Linked DNA regions of Canis lupus: regions 1 and 2 are each linked to region 3. Evidence: chromatin contacts called from public Hi-C data. All regions are on one chromosome and are shown on one strand. The core of a region is the stretch at or near the end of the contact, and the rest is flanking DNA. Distances in the headings are between cores, read along the strand shown.

The links. Hi-C and Micro-C count contacts between places; a contact is called where the count stands out from the background.
Region 1: a Hi-C map of blood shows a contact between it and region 3, with 2.4 times the contacts expected there. The contact joins the promoter of NAMPT here to the promoter of CCDC71L in region 3. A contact is called at or near these places in 2 of 9 Hi-C or Micro-C datasets (both in blood).
Region 2: a contact with region 3 is called in a Hi-C map of skin fibroblasts, with 3 times the contacts expected there. The contact joins the enhancer-like site here to the promoter of CCDC71L in region 3. A contact is called at or near these places in 3 of 9 Hi-C or Micro-C datasets (amygdala, blood and skin fibroblasts).

What each region holds. Positions count from the first base shown.
Region 1 is chr18:14,453,427-14,456,908 of UU_Cfam_GSD_1.0, forward strand. NAMPT (nicotinamide phosphoribosyltransferase) reads left to right here and starts at 1,859. Exons shown (of 11, transcript XM_038562718.1): 1 at 1,859-2,145. The coding sequence starts at 2,089.
Region 2 is chr18:13,674,732-13,678,642 of UU_Cfam_GSD_1.0, forward strand. PRKAR2B (cAMP-dependent protein kinase type II-beta regulatory subunit) reads right to left here. Exons shown (of 11, transcript XM_038562710.1): 5 at 2,233-2,339. Among named protein-coding and RNA genes, the nearest start is that of HBP1, 24 kb to the left of the region's middle. Within about 2 kb of position 1,405, at least 2 of the 20 cell types and tissues checked have an H3K27ac peak or open chromatin away from gene starts, as enhancers often do.
Region 3 is chr18:14,044,610-14,048,311 of UU_Cfam_GSD_1.0, forward strand. It overlaps CCDC71L (coiled-coil domain-containing protein 71L), which reads left to right and starts at 2,182. Exons shown (of 1, transcript XM_038562717.1): 1 at 2,182-3,094. The coding sequence starts at 2,182. The coding sequence ends at 2,934. LOC111090894 (a long non-coding RNA gene) reads right to left here and starts at 2,099. Exons shown (of 2, transcript XR_005372910.1): 1 at 1,107-2,099; 2 at 169-464.

The sequences.
Region 1 (3,482 bases), core at 609-3,108, 410 kb after region 3:
TGACTTTCTATTGCTAACATACAGCTTTTCTTCTGGAGACTGCTGTGAGGGTTTAAGTCACTATTATGTATGCAGGCCTTGTGACTCTTACGCCTAACAATGTGAATACCATATTAACATTTTTGCTTGTACCGATATTAAACTTTTTCACCTTAAAAAAATGCAAATTTAACTCAAAGACTGCAAGATCAAGTTTTACTTTGCTTTACAAAAACAAAAATGCCAAAATAATAAAAATTAAAATTAAAATTTAAAAAATGCCTCCATAAACAAAGCCCATTTTGTAATCAGAACCCTTTTTTTTTTTTTTTTTCCTGCATAAGGCAGCGTAGAAGAATGGTCAGTTATACACACAAGGATTCCAGGAAGCTAAGCCAAAAGAATTTGTCATTTAAGTAAGGTAGGTCATGAAAAATTTTAAATGAAGGAAAAAGTACCAAATCAAGAGACTCCTAAAGGATCATCTTCTTTCTTGGGGTCGCACTGCTTGACTTAATAAAATTTGCCAAAATAAAAAAAAAAAAATCTAAATAACTTACTTAAAGGTTTTAAAAAGTAATTTCCCCTTGTAAACACAAGGATCAAACAAAGTCTCTTTTCAACTTTTTTGTTGAAAATACCCTTATTCTATTATCCTAAATGTATTATTTACGACCTGAGTGCATTATTAATTACACTCCAGTGACCTTTGCTGTATGGACTCTACAGATAGGAGGCGACTGTCAAGAATCTATACTTACTCCAAGACCAGTTTTGGACTTAAGTTGCTTCTAATTAATGAGGTCTCCGTTTTGTTGTGATGAAGCTCCCCATTCCCGTCTCAACCCACCTCACAGATAAAAGGAGATCTCCGCTAACTTGAAAAACAGTCTGCAAAGTTCCTGAACCCGTTTTCATTGAACTGCTTTTTCCTGGCTACTTGTATCTCGTAAAACCTAAATCCTAGAATCAAAAAAAACAAAACAAACAAACAAACAAACAAACAAAAAAGGCAGCAGCAACAGCAGCCACTGACCACGTGGACAAAGGAAATTTAGTTTTTACGCAAAAAAATGCAACCACGTAGAATTACGCAAGTGGATGGTCTGCACTTCTGTGAAGTCATCCGACGTCGCTTCCCGTCTTATGGTGGAAGTTACCAAACCATTTCCCAAGATGTAACGATTGCGGAGGATGACGAGGTGGATGCCCTGCACCGCGTCAGCCCTCGGCCCGCGGCCGCCGCCCTCGCCGCGCTCCTGGATGCGGGGGGGCCCGGTCCTGGCGCGACCCGAGCGGCCCGAGGTCAGCCCCCGCCAGAGCCGCAGCGTCCCCGGGCCCGGCCGGGAGCTCGAGCGCGCAGGTGCGGGGAAGCGGAGCGGGCCGAGGCGCGCGGACCCGGGGAGGCCGGCAGGGGCGGGCGGCGGGCGGCGGGCGGCGGGCGGGCCGACCCCAGCGCAGCCGGAGACAAAGGTGAGCCGCCGCGCCTCGGGGATGCGGAGCCCCTGGCAGCGACGCTCCTCGCCCGAGCCGCGTGGCCTGACCCGGGGGGCGGGAAAGCGAGCCAGGGTCGGCCGGGAAGGGGGCAGCCGGGGCGGGGCGGGGCGGGGCGGGGCGGGGCCGGGCCGGGCCGGGAATCCCCCTCCCCGCAGTGCCGGGAAGCCAGGCCGAGGCCGGGCCTGCAGCCCCCGGCTTCCCGCAGCCAGCGCGCGTGCCCCACGGCCGCCCCGCCCCGCCCCCGCCCCGCCCCCGCGCGCTGCGCACGCGCGGCCCCGCCCCGCCCCCCGCGTCCCCTCCGCGGCGACGGCGACGGTGACGGCGACGGCGACGGCGCGGGGGGCGGGGAGCCGAGGCGAGCGGTCGGCCGGAGTCCCCGGCGCTGCAGCGCGAGAGCCGCGGGCGCCGCCAGCCCCCCGCCGCGTCACGGCTCACGGCGCGCGGCCCGCCCTCCCGCGGCCCCTCCTCCCCGCCGCGCTGCCACCTCCCCTGCCCCCGCCCCTCCGGCCGAGCGGTGACTTAAGCAACGGAGCGCGCCGAAGCCCATTTTTCCCCTTCGTCGCCGCCGCGCCGGGCAGCTCGCGGCGCGTGGCCCGCGCAGTCCCGCCCGAGATGAACGCTGCGGCGGACGCCGAGTTCAACATCCTCCTGGCCACCGACTCCTACAAGGTAGAGGCGCGGGGCGGGGGCGCGCGGGGCGGGGGCGGGGGCGGGGGCCGCGTCGGGACGGGCGCGGGCGCGGGGCGCGGGGCGCGGGGCAGGTGAGGCTGGCGCCGCAGTGGGGAGGATGGAGAGATGGACGGCGGGAGGCGGGGCCGCGGGGCTGCGGGCCGGGAGGCCGGGGCGCGGGGCGCGGGGCCGAGCGCACGCCTCGCCCGGCAGCGCGGCCTCCTGGCCTCGGGCCGGCCTGGGCCGCGGCTGCGGGCGGAGCGGGTCGCTTAGGTAACGGCCCCGGGGCTGGCCCGGCCGCCGAGGAGCGGGTCCCCCCCCCCCCCCGCCCGTCGCCGGGCAGGTACGCGCTCCCCGAGGAGGCGGCGGCGGCGGCGGCGGGCGGGGAGGACGCTGCCCTGCCCGCCCTGCCCGCCCTGGGCGCCCGCGCCCGCTGCCCCGACCCGCCGCGCCGGCTGCGTTTCCAGCTCCTCGGCCCCCGGTGATCACGCGGACTCCGCATCCCCTGTGGCAAAGGCCCGGCCGGCTGCCCTCGTCCCCGTCGGGGCCGCTGCGGGATCCCTGGGAGAAGGAAAACGAAACACGAGTTAGATGAGTTGCAGCCTTCACCTTGGAGAACTCCACGGAGCTGTGGGGCAGCCGGCACACGCCTCTCCGACACTTGACTATTGCCGCCCCCATTCGTTTTTGTTTGAAACTCAACACAAACGAGTCAAGGAAAGCATGATTAAGAGGAAAATCTGGCAAATGTCCTTTCCCCTAGTTTCCAGATTACATGCAGTAAACTGAACTACACTTTGCTAAGCTTTGTTGGCCCACACACTCAAAAGATGAAATGTCAGACCAGACACCCTATACCTGGATAAAATGAAATTTGGTGCTTACCTAACGACTCGGTGATCTGGAGTGGGAAGGAACGCATAATGCTCTCACATCTTTGGTTCTTGTTGTGATTTTTTTTTTTTTTTTTCCTTTTTGGTTTCGTTCCTTAAATACTCGGCGGAAGTGTTTCGGAGAATCCCGTGTTCCTTAAGTTGCTGTTTTTCTTCCCAGTCGCATAAAATTCTATTTGTGATCATTTAGACGGATACTTAGGTAAAATAGAGCCAAGTTTCGTTATCATGTAGTATTTAGAAATGGGTTTTTCAAAGTGGAAATCCGCACCATTCATTGCAAGATCAGAGTATTATCAAGTCTAGTTTACTTGGCCTTAAAACTTTGTCTTGTCTTAGTTCCTAGTGTTCTGAGTGTCTTCAGTAGTGATTTTAGAATGATCTCATTGATAATTTTTTCATGACTGAACTTTTTTTCCTGGCTTTATAAATCTTTAAAATGAT
Region 2 (3,911 bases), core at 155-2,654, 370 kb before region 3:
GGGGCCAGCAAAGCATGGCCCATGGATCGGCTGCCTGCTTTCATGAATAAAGTTTTACTAGAACACAAACACATAGGTCCACTTTTGCCTTCTTGATCACAGATCTGCACAACAGCAGAGCCAAGTAGTTGTGACAGAGACCACATAGCCTCAGAGCCTAAAGAATTTACTCTGGCTCTTTATGTCATCTGGGGCTTTAATGTAGACTGACCCCCAATGTGAAGCAAAAAGGGGTAGAAATTCAGAGTAAATATCTGATCCTGGTCCTTTTGTAGGTCTTTTTTTATTCTATGCTTACCTTTTATTTGGGTTCATAGTCTAGGCAAGCAATACTCAATTCTGCATGGCCCTGTCCTACATACACTAGCTCCTGCATCTATAGAACTACATTCTTCCTGTGGAGGGCTGTCTTCTTCCCATATACTGTGTTTTATCAGAGAACATGGCTTCAAGGCTTGCTGACATACCTGGGAGGGCAGGCAGCAGAAACTCTGGCTTTTATTCTGTTGGCTAAATCCTTAACAAAGACCAAAGGTGGGGGGGGGGGGGAGCTTTTAAGATTAGGAAAGGATTATGAATGGTAAAGATACAGCAAAAGCAAAAAACACAAGATACTACACAAAGATATTAATGAATAAGAGAATGACTTTATATTCATGCGTAGACGGTTTCATGACTCTTTTTCAAGTGCAGACTAATTCTTCTCTGGATGCTGTTTCCACTTTGGCACTAACACCATTTTATACATTTTCTACTTTGAACAGAACAAAGTACACCACAAATGTGCTAATGAGAAGTAAAATGAGCTCCCAGACCAGCTGCAAGCACACGGTCTAAAATCTGTACCACCTTCTCATATGCATTTCTTCCCTGACAACGTGAGGCATTGGGCAGAGTGGAGCCACAGAAAGACCACGAACAGTGGCCAAGAGACCTGCATGCCAGGCTGGCAGGACTTCAGGGACCCCCGTCACTTCTGCATATCTGGGAATTTTCATCTGTCAAATGGGTGATTAGGATCTAACTGAACATGGAGAGGTTAAGGGAGTTTTTATCATATTTGGGTCTCCCATACACCCCTACAGTTAAATACGGTGGAACAGCTGAAGGAATTTCACCAATGAAAGCTGTCAGAGATTCCAAAATCAAGGCTTTAATTTACATATGGGACAATGGGGGAGGGGGGGGCTGTGCTAAAATCAGAGGGCTCACCTGAAGCCCCTGCCAATAGCTCTACGAGGTCACCACGGCATTAGGGACGAGGGAAGGGAGGACTCAGAGAGAACCCTGCACGCAGAGAGCGTGCATGACTGCTGATGTAGGAGAGACGACAACCACAGAGCCAAGTCAAGAAATGAGGCTGCGCAGACAGATGGGGTGTGATTTCCCGCATGGCTCAGAGCTGAGTACAACTCCACCCAGAGAAGCAAATGCAACCCAGGGAATCCGGCTGAGAGACGACCTGTGTGGCACCCATAATGGGAGGGGCCGGGGGTGCCGACTGTCTCATGGACACTTCAGCATCACTTCACAGAAGTGAAGAAATAAAGCCTCTGTTCAGACCGCTCCCCTGGTACAGTTTGGGGCTCTTAACCTAATTATCGCTTAAAGCACACTGTGCTTTGACAAAGTAAAGCACAACGCAGGTTTTCTGAAATCACATTTTTCAATATAGTGTATGCCTTCTCATTTAAATAAAATAATTTCTCTACAATGTTTCAAAATAACTTCTCTATAATGTTTTTAATGCACAAGAATGCATAAACAATTTCTGGAAACAGCATAAACTCCCCTCTCTACCATGCGCATGCTTTACTTTATAGTTAATGAAAAAAGAACAGACTGAGTTATATGATTCAACACCCCAGATGCTGTGCGCTGCTTGCCTTCGAAGTGTAGCAGGCATCCTCTCAAGCCAAAGTTAATAAGTGAGGCAGCTCACAGTAAATGATTGAGATTTATAGATCGAACTAACCAAAATCCTCCTTTCTTCTATAAACTATGCCTCTTTCCATGATCTAATGTGGTTTCACCACACGTATTCCCAGCGGGCTTCCTGTGCCTTTTATACAGTAACGAGAATAAAGAGGGAACAGTGAATATTAAAAGCTAGTGAATATTAAAGAGGTAACAGCAACTATCGAATATTAATCTGCCAGTTGTTATAAGAACCACTGAGATTCTACAGGGATGGTTCCTTACATTTCAGCAGTGAGGTTACGCGAAACTTACCTATCGATCACGTAAAAGTTGTCACCATCATCGCCTTGATCAATTACATGCTCTCCTTCTTTGACCAGTTTTTCAAACATGGCATCTAACACTTGAGACATCTGTTCCTATTTTTTAAAGAGAAAAGATACAATCTTTATGTTTGTCTACGATATGTTCTCTTGACTGTAATCAGCTTTGTATTTCTGTGAACCAGCTCAAAGAAAAAGAAATATCATCACTGCCATTAAGTCTTGTCAAAAAAAAAAAAATACACAGTGCAGTTGTCCTTACCACCTAACAAAGGAGATTATAGATTTCCTTTCATATTCAGTACCTGAATGAAAGTAATTATAATTAGCTACTTCAGAATATTTCAGTGCAACGATCACCCAGTTTAATATATTGAAAAATGAACCACCAAACCACCACAGACCTTATACATGAAATAGAATCTTGGCAACTAAAATGACCAGGTTCGTAATGAACTACTGCAAATATCTTTTAAAGATAACTGTTTTTAAAACTTCCCTATGAAAAAAAAATAAAAAATATAAAAAAATAAAACTTCCCTATGTTTAGTCATCACTAGGATTTATGTAGGGATTACCTAAGTACTTAGTGAATCCAAATTCTGCCTCCAATCCTTTTGGTTGAGCACTAAAAACAAAACAACAGAACAGGAAAAACAAAACAAAACATATGCAAACCCAAAAATGATGGCAAATTTGAAACACTATTCTTTATCATGACGGTTCTCTTTAAGAAGCAACCATTCACCACCCTAGGACAGATTTATTAAAACAGAAGCCAGAAACATAAAACCTATTCTTCAACAACTACTTAAGTTACATAAAATTTTTATTCTGCTGAAGCGTGGTTGACAAGGCTTAAGGATAAACTCCAGCTGGTGAGAATAAACTAGAAGGTGAAGAACAAACAAATCTTTCCGCAGAACAAATACAGGAACAATTCAAAGGCCCTCGAATACACAAAAGAGCTCGGTGTTTCTCAAACTGGGTTTTGTGGAACCCAGGGATTTCATGGAGGTGCTTCAGTGATTGATTCAGCTCATTTAATTGCCCCCTTAAAGTGTATGTGAGCCATTAAATATGAAAACTAATGGAAATCAAAATGCTCAGATGAATTATATATACACAGTTTTTTCATGAGGTTGAATTTCTCATAAAATTAACCACGGTTGAGTGAACGATTCAGTGGCCACAAAATTGTGCCACTACCACTTACTTCTTAGTTATAAAGCATTTTCATCACCTCAAAAGGAAGCCTTGTGCCCACCAAGTAGGCATTTTGCGATTCTCTCCTCCCGCTGGCCCTTGGCACCACCTACCTATTTTGTGTCTCTATGGATTCCCCTAATCTGGATATTTCACACAACACAATCATACAACATGACCTTCTGCATCTGCCTTATTTCACTCAGCATTTTGAGGTTCATCCTTGTTCTAGATATATCCCAACTTCTTCTTCTTTATAGATGAATAATATTCCACTGTAAACATACCACGATTGGTTTATCCATTCATCCATCACTGGACGCTTAGATTGTTTCCACCTTTTGGCTATTTATGAATGTTTATGTCAACTCTTCTGGGTTAACCCTAGGAGGGGAACTACTTGAGTCATACGGTAATTCTAGGTTTAACTTCTGAGCAACTGCCAAGCAGTTTTCCACAGCG
Region 3 (3,702 bases), core at 932-3,431:
CGTTAGGTGTGTTTTTCCAGGAAAGGAAAATGATCTTCTCTTCAGAAAGCTGCCATGATTTTTGGGTAGGCAGAGAACTGGTCTCTTGATAGGAAGTTCTGTATTTGCCATAAACCCATTGTGTGGGGAAGGCGTTCTGGTGGTGTAGGGAAACAACTTTCAGAATAGTTTTGGTTTAGTTTTTATTAAAACCTCGTTCAAACAAAATATCTGTTCATTCCAATACAACACCGATCAAAACTGCTCCATTTTGGGGAGAGTTGAAGTAGAAATAGGGGTACAGCTCTGTCCATTGGTCACGTCTCATGCGTTATGCATTTTCTGCTGAACCTCCGAGTCTAGGCAGCACAGAAGCCTCCAGTGAAATATAAAGACCTCTGGGTTAGGAATCCAATAAACAGGAGTCCCGGTGGTGCTATCAACAAGCCCTATTAGTGAGCCTCCGTGGGTCCAGATTTCCTCATCTGTGAAATAAGGAGACTGAACTTGGTGTCTTTCAGCTCAAATATTGGAGGGGGACTATTAGGAACTATATGCAAATCAGAAAACTTCTGTGCTTTATAAGTCTTTGACGGGAAAGTAAGATGCTCACTGAGGGGTAAAATCTGCATGCTTACGTCAAAGTTCTACGTACTGAGATCCACCTTAACAATGTAAGGGAGTTAGGAGAAAGTTGCATCATAAATGCAAAATATAAAATTGTGCTGTTCTAAGCCATTTCACCATATCCTTCTTTCTCACCCCATTGCAAGTAATCCGCAGGATTTCACTGATGGACTTGGCAAACACGGAGTGCCCACTGGAGTGCCAGTCAGGAGAGAGAGAGAGAGAAGGACCAGGGAATGGACCACTCCCCTATAAACATTCTCATTATCCATCACTTGGTTATCTGATGTAGGAAGCATCATTCCCCACGAGAAGTAAAGGAGCAAAACTTAGGACGTTAGACAGCCAGCCATTCCTTAAGGAGAAAAATCCGAGAACTTCCCATAAACTTTATAGTGTCTCAGGACAGTCCTAGGAACTAGAAGAAACTAGCCCTACTTTCCCAGCCCTTCTCCCCTCAAACGCAGAAGGGAATGTGTCCTTAACAACGGACTTATTACCAAGAGAACTTTATCGATTGTGACGCTGCAGCTTTTCTAGATGAGAGAGAGGGTGCTGCAGAGGCACCTGCTACAACTTCAGTGAAAAGGTGGAGCGCAGTCATTTAGACTGAACGACTCATTCATAAAACCAGGGCTGTTTCCATCAAGGAGAACGGCTGTGCCGTGATTGGTCTCTGATCAACTGGAGCAACGAGGGGGTAGTGTTACAGGTATAGCGGCCCTTGCTTCCCCCGGAGGCAGAGCGTCTTCTTAAATAGGAAGATGGTTCCATGGCCTAGGAGGAGACCATCCCGCCAACGCTGCCCTCAGGACCCGAAGGAATCTGGATTATTGTTGGTTGCCTGAGACGGATCAGGGCCAAAGGAAGGAAGAGTTGAAGATGCCAGGGGAGGTGTTGGACGGTCTGGAAGGGAAGTGGGCAAGGCCCATCCCCTGTAGGTTGGACCCCCCCCACCCCCCACCCCCAGTTCCCTGCTGGGAGAGGAGGGACCGCCTGTGTCGTGCAGACTGGTGGGTCACACAGGCACCCGCTCACTCCGAGAGGGGCTGTCCCCAAGGTGGGGCGGAAGGCCGCCGTCCCCGCACGCCCACCCAACTGTGGACTGGCGTTCAAGGGCCTCCACCAGCACCCAGCCCAGCACCATCTTCCAGGGCCTGGCCTCTCGGCCCCGCCCCCTCCGCTAGTCCCCGCCCCCTCCCAGAGAGCACCCAATGGGCGGAGCCGGGGCCGCGGTGGGCGGGGCCCGAGGCGGGCGCATTTAAAGAAAGGCAGAGGGCGAAGGGAGGCTAGAGAGGAGAAGAAAGGAACCGGGGGGCCCGGCGCCGTCCAATGACAAAGCCCAGGGGTGGGCGCCGGCCGCCATCTTGTGCCGGGCGGCAGGATATTCGCCCGCGTCTTCCGCCCTCGGAGGGGGAGGGGCGGCGGCCGAGGCGAGAAAAGTAGCGAGAGCGGCGCCGGCCCGGAGGCGCCAGCAGCGGCGGCCGCCGCGGAGCCGGACGCGGGCGGGAGGGCGGGAGGGCGGAGGGCGGAGGGCGGGCGGGGGCGAGCGCGGGCGGCCCCGAGCGGCCTCCGATGCGGCGCAGCGTCAAGAGGCGGCGGCGCCGGCCCCCGGCCGCCCCGGCCCCGGCCGCCCGGGGCGGCGGCCTTCGGGCCGGAGGAGGGGCCGGGCCCGAGGCGCGGGAGGAGAAGGTGGTGTACTCGCGGTCGCAACTGTCGCTGGCCGACAGCACCGAGACGCTGGGCGACGCCTTCAAGCTGCTGGTGCCCCGCAGCACGGAGTTCATGAGCTCGGACGCGGAGCTCTGGAGCTTCCTCTGCAGCCTCAAGCACCAGTTCTCGCCGCACATCCTGCGCAGCAAGGACGTCTACGGCTACGCCTCCTGCCGGGCCCTGGTGCCCGACCCGCCGCCGCCCCCCGCCGCCCGCCGCCACTCGCGCGGCCCGGCCGCCAGGAGGAGGCGCCGCGGAGCCCGGCCGGCCGCCGCCCGCCGGAGGAAGCCGCCGCCGCCGCCGCCGTCCCCGCCGTCCCCGCCGCCGCCCCCGCCGCTGTCCCCGCCGCCGTCCCCGCCGCTGTCCCCGCCGCCGCCCGCCGCCGCCGCCCCCGCCGCCCCCGCCGCCCCCGGGCCCTGCTTCGGCGGCCGCAGCCTGGAGGAGATCTGGAGGGCGGCCACCCCGACGCTGACCACCTTCCCCACCATCCGCGTCGGCGGCGACGTGTGGGGCGAGCGCAGCCTGGCGGCGGCGCGGCGCCGAGCGCGCCAGGTGCTGCGAGTGAACCTGGAACCCGTGGTGAGGCTCCGCCGCTTCCCGGTGCCCCGGGCGTGAGCCGCGGCCCGGCCCGGCCCGAGCGGCCGCCCAGTGACAGTCGAGTGTTTACAGACCCGGCCCGGACCGCGTCCCCTAGTGCACTTTACGGGCGGGGGAGCCCCGGAGGCGCCCTTCCCGGCCCGGCAGGTGCGCGCCCCCCGCCGCCCCCCGCCGCCCCCGGCCGCCCCCGGGCCGCCCCCCGGGCCGCGGGCGGAGGACCCAGCAGGACCCGCCGCGGAGCCCCGGCCCCCCAGCCCCGCGTGGAGACGCCTCCAGGACGCTCGGGGCACATCCGTTTTTTTCCTCCCCTTTCGGACTCTCTACCTCACTGGTCTGGAAGTCCTCCGAAGTCATTCTTTTTTTTTTTTTTTTTTTTCCCCAAAGGAATTTGGTTTCGCGCTTGTGTAATAAAGCTAGAATTTACTTGGCTGTCCATCCATCGGCCTTCCCGCCCCCCCCCACCTCTTCCCACCCCAACCTTTTTTTTTTTTTTTTTCTTTTTTCCTCTTTTTTTCTTGTCGGGACTGCCAACCCCTCTTTCTGGAGGAAAGATCGACTATGTTTTCAGAGGTGTTGCACCAGTCTGTGCTCAGGGTATTCTGAATCCCACTCGTTTCCGCGTTTCAACTGGATTCCAAAGCTTTGACCAAGGATATTTTTCTAGGGAATTCAAGCTACGACTGTCAGTAGTGTAAGGATTTGTATGGCTTCGAATTTCGTGGGCTCAGTGACTACAAACAAAGAGATGCAAAGTATGACTGTTAAAACATTTTTTTTTGATGTGTT